Regions from separate parts of the Muntiacus reevesi genome. Here region 1 is linked to region 2. The links are chromatin contacts, called in public Hi-C maps. All regions are on one chromosome and are shown on one strand. The core of a region is the stretch at or near the end of the contact, and the rest is flanking DNA. Distances in the headings are between cores, read along the strand shown.

The links. Hi-C and Micro-C count contacts between places; a contact is called where the count stands out from the background.
Region 1: a contact with region 2 is called in a Hi-C map of muscle, with 10 times the contacts expected there. The contact joins the promoter of COX7A1 here to the promoter of SDHAF1 in region 2. A contact is called at or near these places in 2 of 3 Hi-C or Micro-C datasets (blood and muscle).

The regions. Positions count from the first base shown.
Region 1 is chr2:258,764,429-258,767,234 of mMunRee1.1, reverse strand. COX7A1 (cytochrome c oxidase subunit 7A1) reads left to right here and starts at 1,362. Exons shown (of 4, transcript XM_065925981.1): 1 at 1,362-1,467; 2 at 2,125-2,211; 3 at 2,345-2,429. The coding sequence starts at 1,453.
Region 2 is chr2:258,618,182-258,620,964 of mMunRee1.1, reverse strand. It overlaps SDHAF1 (succinate dehydrogenase complex assembly factor 1), which reads right to left and starts at 1,492. Exons shown (of 1, transcript XM_065925984.1): 1 at 396-1,492. The coding sequence starts at 1,395. The coding sequence ends at 1,039.

The DNA of each region.
Region 1 (2,806 bases), core at 113-2,612, 150 kb before region 2:
TAAAAAAAATAAAAATAAAAACACCATAACAGATCAAGAACAATCATGGAAGAAAGAAAAATGCTTTATATCTTAGTATTTTTTAAAATATTTATTTATTTGGTTGTGCCAGGTCTTAGTTGCAACATGTGGGATCTAGTTCCTTGACCAGGGACCAAACCTGGCCCCTGAATTGGGAGCACAGAACCCCAACTGCTAGACCACCAGGCAAGTCCCAGTATCTTGGTATTTTTAACAGCGGTTTTTTTCTTTCCTGCTGTTGCTGTTTGAACGAGGGGTCCCACATTTTCATTTTGCACAGGGCCCCATACATCAGTTTGCAGTCCTGCTTAGAGAGCACTCCTTCAGGCTTTCCAAGCTTCCTGGTATCCCAACCCAGAGCAATTTGTTTTCTTCCCTGAATACTGATCTGCAGTATACTGAATACACAGCTGCAGATAACAGGGGACAGCTGGGGGAATGAGCACATGTGTGGCCACTTCCTGGATGACCAGAAATATCTAAATGAGTAGAATCTAGGAGAAGCACTGAAGCCCTACTTGGTTAAGTAGGTGGGAATGACCAAGTTAGAGAACATTTGGCTTACATTGTATATCCTTTGCCAAATATTTATCAAATCCCCCCATTTGTCAGGTGCTGGGGATGCAGTGGAGTCTAAAGTCAACAGACAGAGCAACTACACTGCTTTCCAGGGTGAAGAACCGAGTGTGGTGTTGGGGGTAAGATGAAAAAGCAAAGACAGTTGCTATGCAGCGTCGTCGTTTTGTGCGCATGTTTAACTTAAGCAGTCAGCTACATGGGTTCACAATAAACAAAGATAATGAAAAATAATTACGTAAACAAGGAAATTATCCTTCCCTTCATTCCACTTAATAAATAAGCAGCGTATGCTCCCTCCTGTATAAGATATGGGCGTAATCTACTTCCTTGGGTCTCGTATCTCATCTGGATGAGATACTTTCCATACAACGTAGTCCCTGAACCCCAAAATGAACACTGTCATTTAGCCAAAGCCACAGCAATCTGTTACAACGTGGGAGGAAAATGGCATAATGAAAGATGGTGTCTTACCTTCCTTCAGTTGCTCTCAACATCAATCGGATAGGGAGAGATCCGAGGGACCCAATGGAGGAACTGCACTGGCCCTAGCCGGATACCTCCACAGAAACAACCCAAAAATGTATTCTCTGGGACCGCTTTCCTCTCCGCGTGGACCAACAGAATTCTGAGATGAGTAACAGATGGGTGCTCCAACCATTCGGCGCTGAGATGCGGGGATGGGGTTGCAGCGTCTTCCCCGCCCACCTATTGGACGAATCGGAAGGCGTCCTCCGAGACCACGGTGTCCTAGGGCGCGCGGGGGGCGTGGCCTGGGACTCCCCCAGAGGGGAGGGCGCCGTCTGTCCTTGGGCAGAGAGGGGAGGTGACTCCGGCCGAAGAGGAGGACACAGGATGAGGGCCCTGCGGGTGAGGGCCCCCAGGGGTCGGGTTGCGGCCCCCAACTCGGAAACTCTCAGAAACTCTCACCCCTATATGAGACTCTCCCCCAATGCCGGGATCTGGGGACTTGGAACGTGAGCCCCCTTCAGGGCTCGGGACTCCCTTCTAATAAGCCTGGGGCCCCTCTCCCCAGCTCCCAGCCCAAAAGCTTTTGAGACACCCGGGGACACGTTAACTTGACCGAAAGTCCCGAGTTTGAACTTCTTCCCTTCATCCAGGGTTCCCTTAGCATTCCTTCCCCTCTCCCTAACTTCTTAGGCTGCCGGGAAATTCCTTAAGCACCCCGATCCAGTCCTGCCCTTCCTGCGGCCTGAGCTCCTCCCATTAACCTAGGGAACCAAAAAAAAAAAAAAAAACCAAAAAAAAACAAAAAACCGAGACTTCCTTTGGGTCCGATAACCTTCAAGCCAGACCCTCTAGGCACGAGTCCCGTTTATCTAGGCCTTTCCTGCCAGGACACCCTCCCGCACTTGCGCTGTCAGTTCGCATCTTGCTTTACGCTCCCATGGGACAGGAGTGTCCCCAAGTCAGAGCCTCGGAAAGTCCGACACCCTCCCCCCAACGGGACCTCTTCCGGGACGCCCCTCCAGACTCCCCCAATGTCCACCCATCCCCTCTGCACAGGTCTCCCAGGCACTGGTCCGCTCCTTTAGCTCAACCGCCCGGAACCGCCTGGAGAACCGAGTAGCTGAGAAACAGAAACTCTTCCAGGTGGGCGGGGCAAGGGTGGGGCGGGGGAGGAGCCTGGGCCGCCCGCTTGGTCCCGAGGAGAAGCTGGGGGAGGCAGGAGCTTAGGTCTGCGGTGCTGACAGCGCCTTTCTCATCGTGTGCCCCCAACTTCTAGGAAGACAATGGCCTCCCGGTGCACTTGAAGGGCGGTGCAACAGACAACATCCTGTATCGAGTGACGATGACTCTGTGTCTGGGGGGTGAGTGCAAGGCCAGGCTCGGCCTGAACTACGGGAGGAGGCGGCCGGGTTCGAGATGGAGAGGGGAAGGGGAGGGTTCTGGCGCTAGGGTTTCGCCAGAGAATTGGATTCTGAGCTGGTGTGGGACCGCATGGGAGCCTGGGCTGACAAATACGGAGGGAGCACTCCAGGGCTTGGGCTCCTGTCCCAGGAAGGTGGCTGGGCTAGTGATGCATCAGGGGAGAAAGCCTGAAGCCTGGTCTGTACCGAGGTCCAGCATTTCCCCAGCTGAAGGGCAGTTTGGGAAGGGGCTCGAGCCTGCAGCATGGGCTCAGAAGCAAGATGGGGCTCAGGGAGGGAATTGGGGCCTCATTCAGTATCCCCCACACTCCCTCCCT
Region 2 (2,783 bases), core at 243-2,742:
CCTGTGGAGACATGGGAAGAGGTATGTCTGTGGCCTAGGGGTGCATCTCTCCTTTTCTATCCCTAGGCCTTGCTAACAACAATTCCAGCTTGTAGCTGAGGCTGGTCTCCTTAGCCAGAGGTTTGAGGGTCCCACTACTACCGCAAGGGTTACCAGCCAGGCCCCCTCAGCTCCACCATTCTTCTTCTGCCTCACTACCTTCCATTAAGGGGTCAACAGGGGCTTCCTTGGGGGTCAAACCAGGGTGGGTTCCCTCCATGGATTTGCCCAGGAGAAAGAACTATGCTGCTCCAACCAATCTGCCATTCTAGAGGGTTCCCCACACCCGTCCCTTGCCAGAGGGTCACTTCTTGATAACCCTCAAAATCCCCAAACACATCAAATCTTTACCACCACCAACAGGGAAGTAAGCACACCCCATTTTATTGCCTTTTTGTCCAACAGTCCTGAGCAGGGAAAGGGGCAGGAATCGGGGAGGAGGGAAGTTTCCCCCTCAGAACCATCACGTAGAGGTCTTGAGGGGGTCTTTAACTGATTAGCGGGGGTGAGAGACCCCTTATCCCCTTCCTCACCAATCCCAATTGGTCTCAATGGAGGAAAGATTTTTCTGAGGGGGTTTCCAGGCTTCTCACCGTCCATCAGGGCATCATCCCAAACTCCTCAACGAAAAAGTCTGCTCTTCTCAGAGTTAAATACAGGAGAGGGGAGTCTCTGAGGAGCCAGCAGTGGTATTTCTCAGGGTTCTAGACAAGAGCGTGTCAGTCTCTTTCTGTCCAACAGCGGGGTGTCTTGGCTCCCCAGGCCTTAGGGTAAGTAGCTCTCAGTTTGACAGTCCGCCCCACGCCTCACTGGTAAAGTTTGACCCGGTACCATACAGCAAGTAAAGCCGGGCATTTCTCGCCATCGCACCCCACGTCCCAGGAGGGCTCTTCCTCTCCCTCAATCTGTCCATCTAGCTTCTCAAGACCTCTCAGTTTCCATCCGGGGGCCCCCCGGTCCTCCAGTCCCCCTGAGCCATTTGCCGAGCCCTTCAGCCGGTCACCGTCCATCCAGCGGGGTCTTTTGTGTCCTCACGCTGTCTAGCGGTCTCCTCGGGTCGTCACCTTCATCAGACAGGGTCCCTGGGGCCCCCGCGCCAGTGGACTCCTCGGTCGGGCCCCGCGTACGCACGAAAGCACCCATGGCCGTGGCGTGGCCCGAGCGTAGCATCTGGAGCTGGCGCCGACCGCGGCGGTACAGGTACTCGATGCGCAGTACGTCGGAGCGTGGCAGGCAAGCGTGCTGCCGGAACTCGGCCCGCACCCGTGCCTCGGCGCCCGGCTTCCCGCGCCCGGCGCGCAACAGCTCGCGGTACAGGCTCAGAACTTGCCTCTGCAACCGGCTGTGCCGGCTCATGGTAGTAGCTGGGCCGCGGGGCACGGAACCGCGCGCCAGCACAGCTGGGAGAAGCGGTGAAACACCGCCACAGGCACTTCCGCCTCCCGCTCCCAGCTTTGCGGCGCCGTCGCGCCTCATAGGTTGTCGCTGCTGCTACGTCACAGGGTTATGAGTAAGGGGCGGAGCTAATGGTTCACTGGCCCGGCCCACTGGACATCAGTGTCCTTGAGAGGACGCTTGAGGGCCTGGAGGAGGAGGACGCTAGACGCTGAGACTCTTAGGTTTGGGGTCGGAAGAGACCAGGGAATCCTGACCTGACTCCTAGATCCTGCGAGTGGAGAGAGCTAGAGGTTAGGGTCCTTGTGTTCCCCAGGGCGCTGGGGGCACTGGGAGAGGGAAGACGGGCACACACGTGGGTTTATCCTCATTTATTAAAGCAACCCTGGGAAGCTCCGTGCGTCCCCACTCCCAGAGCAAGTGTACATCGAGGGTCCCAACCCTTGGGGACGGGAATACGCGGTAAAGTGTTGGGTCACAGCCGGCAGAACCAGTCTCTCGGTGCTGAGAATATGCCGTGGGCTATAAGCCCCCAAACGCAGCCTGTTTGGGCCGGCAGCGCTCTCTGCCGTTGAGAGTCGGATCTGCGGGTAGGAGAGGGAGGGGCCTCCCTAGCTGATGAAGCCGAGTCCAGCCCACATGGAACTCTTCGACTGTGCTGGCACTTCGCAGACCTCAGGAAGTATCAGGTAGTCAGCTGCAATTCCGTTATAGTTCCCGCAGGCTATCCGGAGGCGTCCCCGTAGCGCTGGGAGGCCCGCAAGGCCACGACCTGCTCAGCACCCTACCAGCATCCGGAGTGTGGGGGACCGGGAAACGATAACCCGGGATCCCTCCGCCTAGAGTGCGACCACGCGCTCGCACATCTGGGCATGCATTCTTCCGCAAGAGGCTGGGCAGGTCAGGGGCTGGGAAGAGGGCCTAAGTTTGGGAGTCGATCAGTTCAGTTCAATTCAGTTGCTCAATCGTCTCCGACTCTTTGCCACCCCATGGACTGCAGCAGACCAGGCTTCCCTGTCCATCACCAACTCCTGGAGCTTGCTCAAACTCCTGTCCATCGAGTAGATGATGCCATCCAACCATCTCATTCTCTGTCCCCCCCCCCCCACCCCCACCGTCTCCTCCTGCCTTCAATCTTTCCCAGCATCAGGGTCTTTTCTAATGAGTCAGCTCTTCGCATCAGGTCAAAGTATTGGAGTTTCAGCTTCAGCATCAGTCCTTCCAATGAATATTCAGGACCGATTTCTTTAGGATTGATTGGTTTGACTTCCTTGCAGTCCAAGGGACTCTCAAGATTCTTCTCCATCACCACGGTTCAATTCTTTGGCGCTCAGCTTTCTTTATAGTCC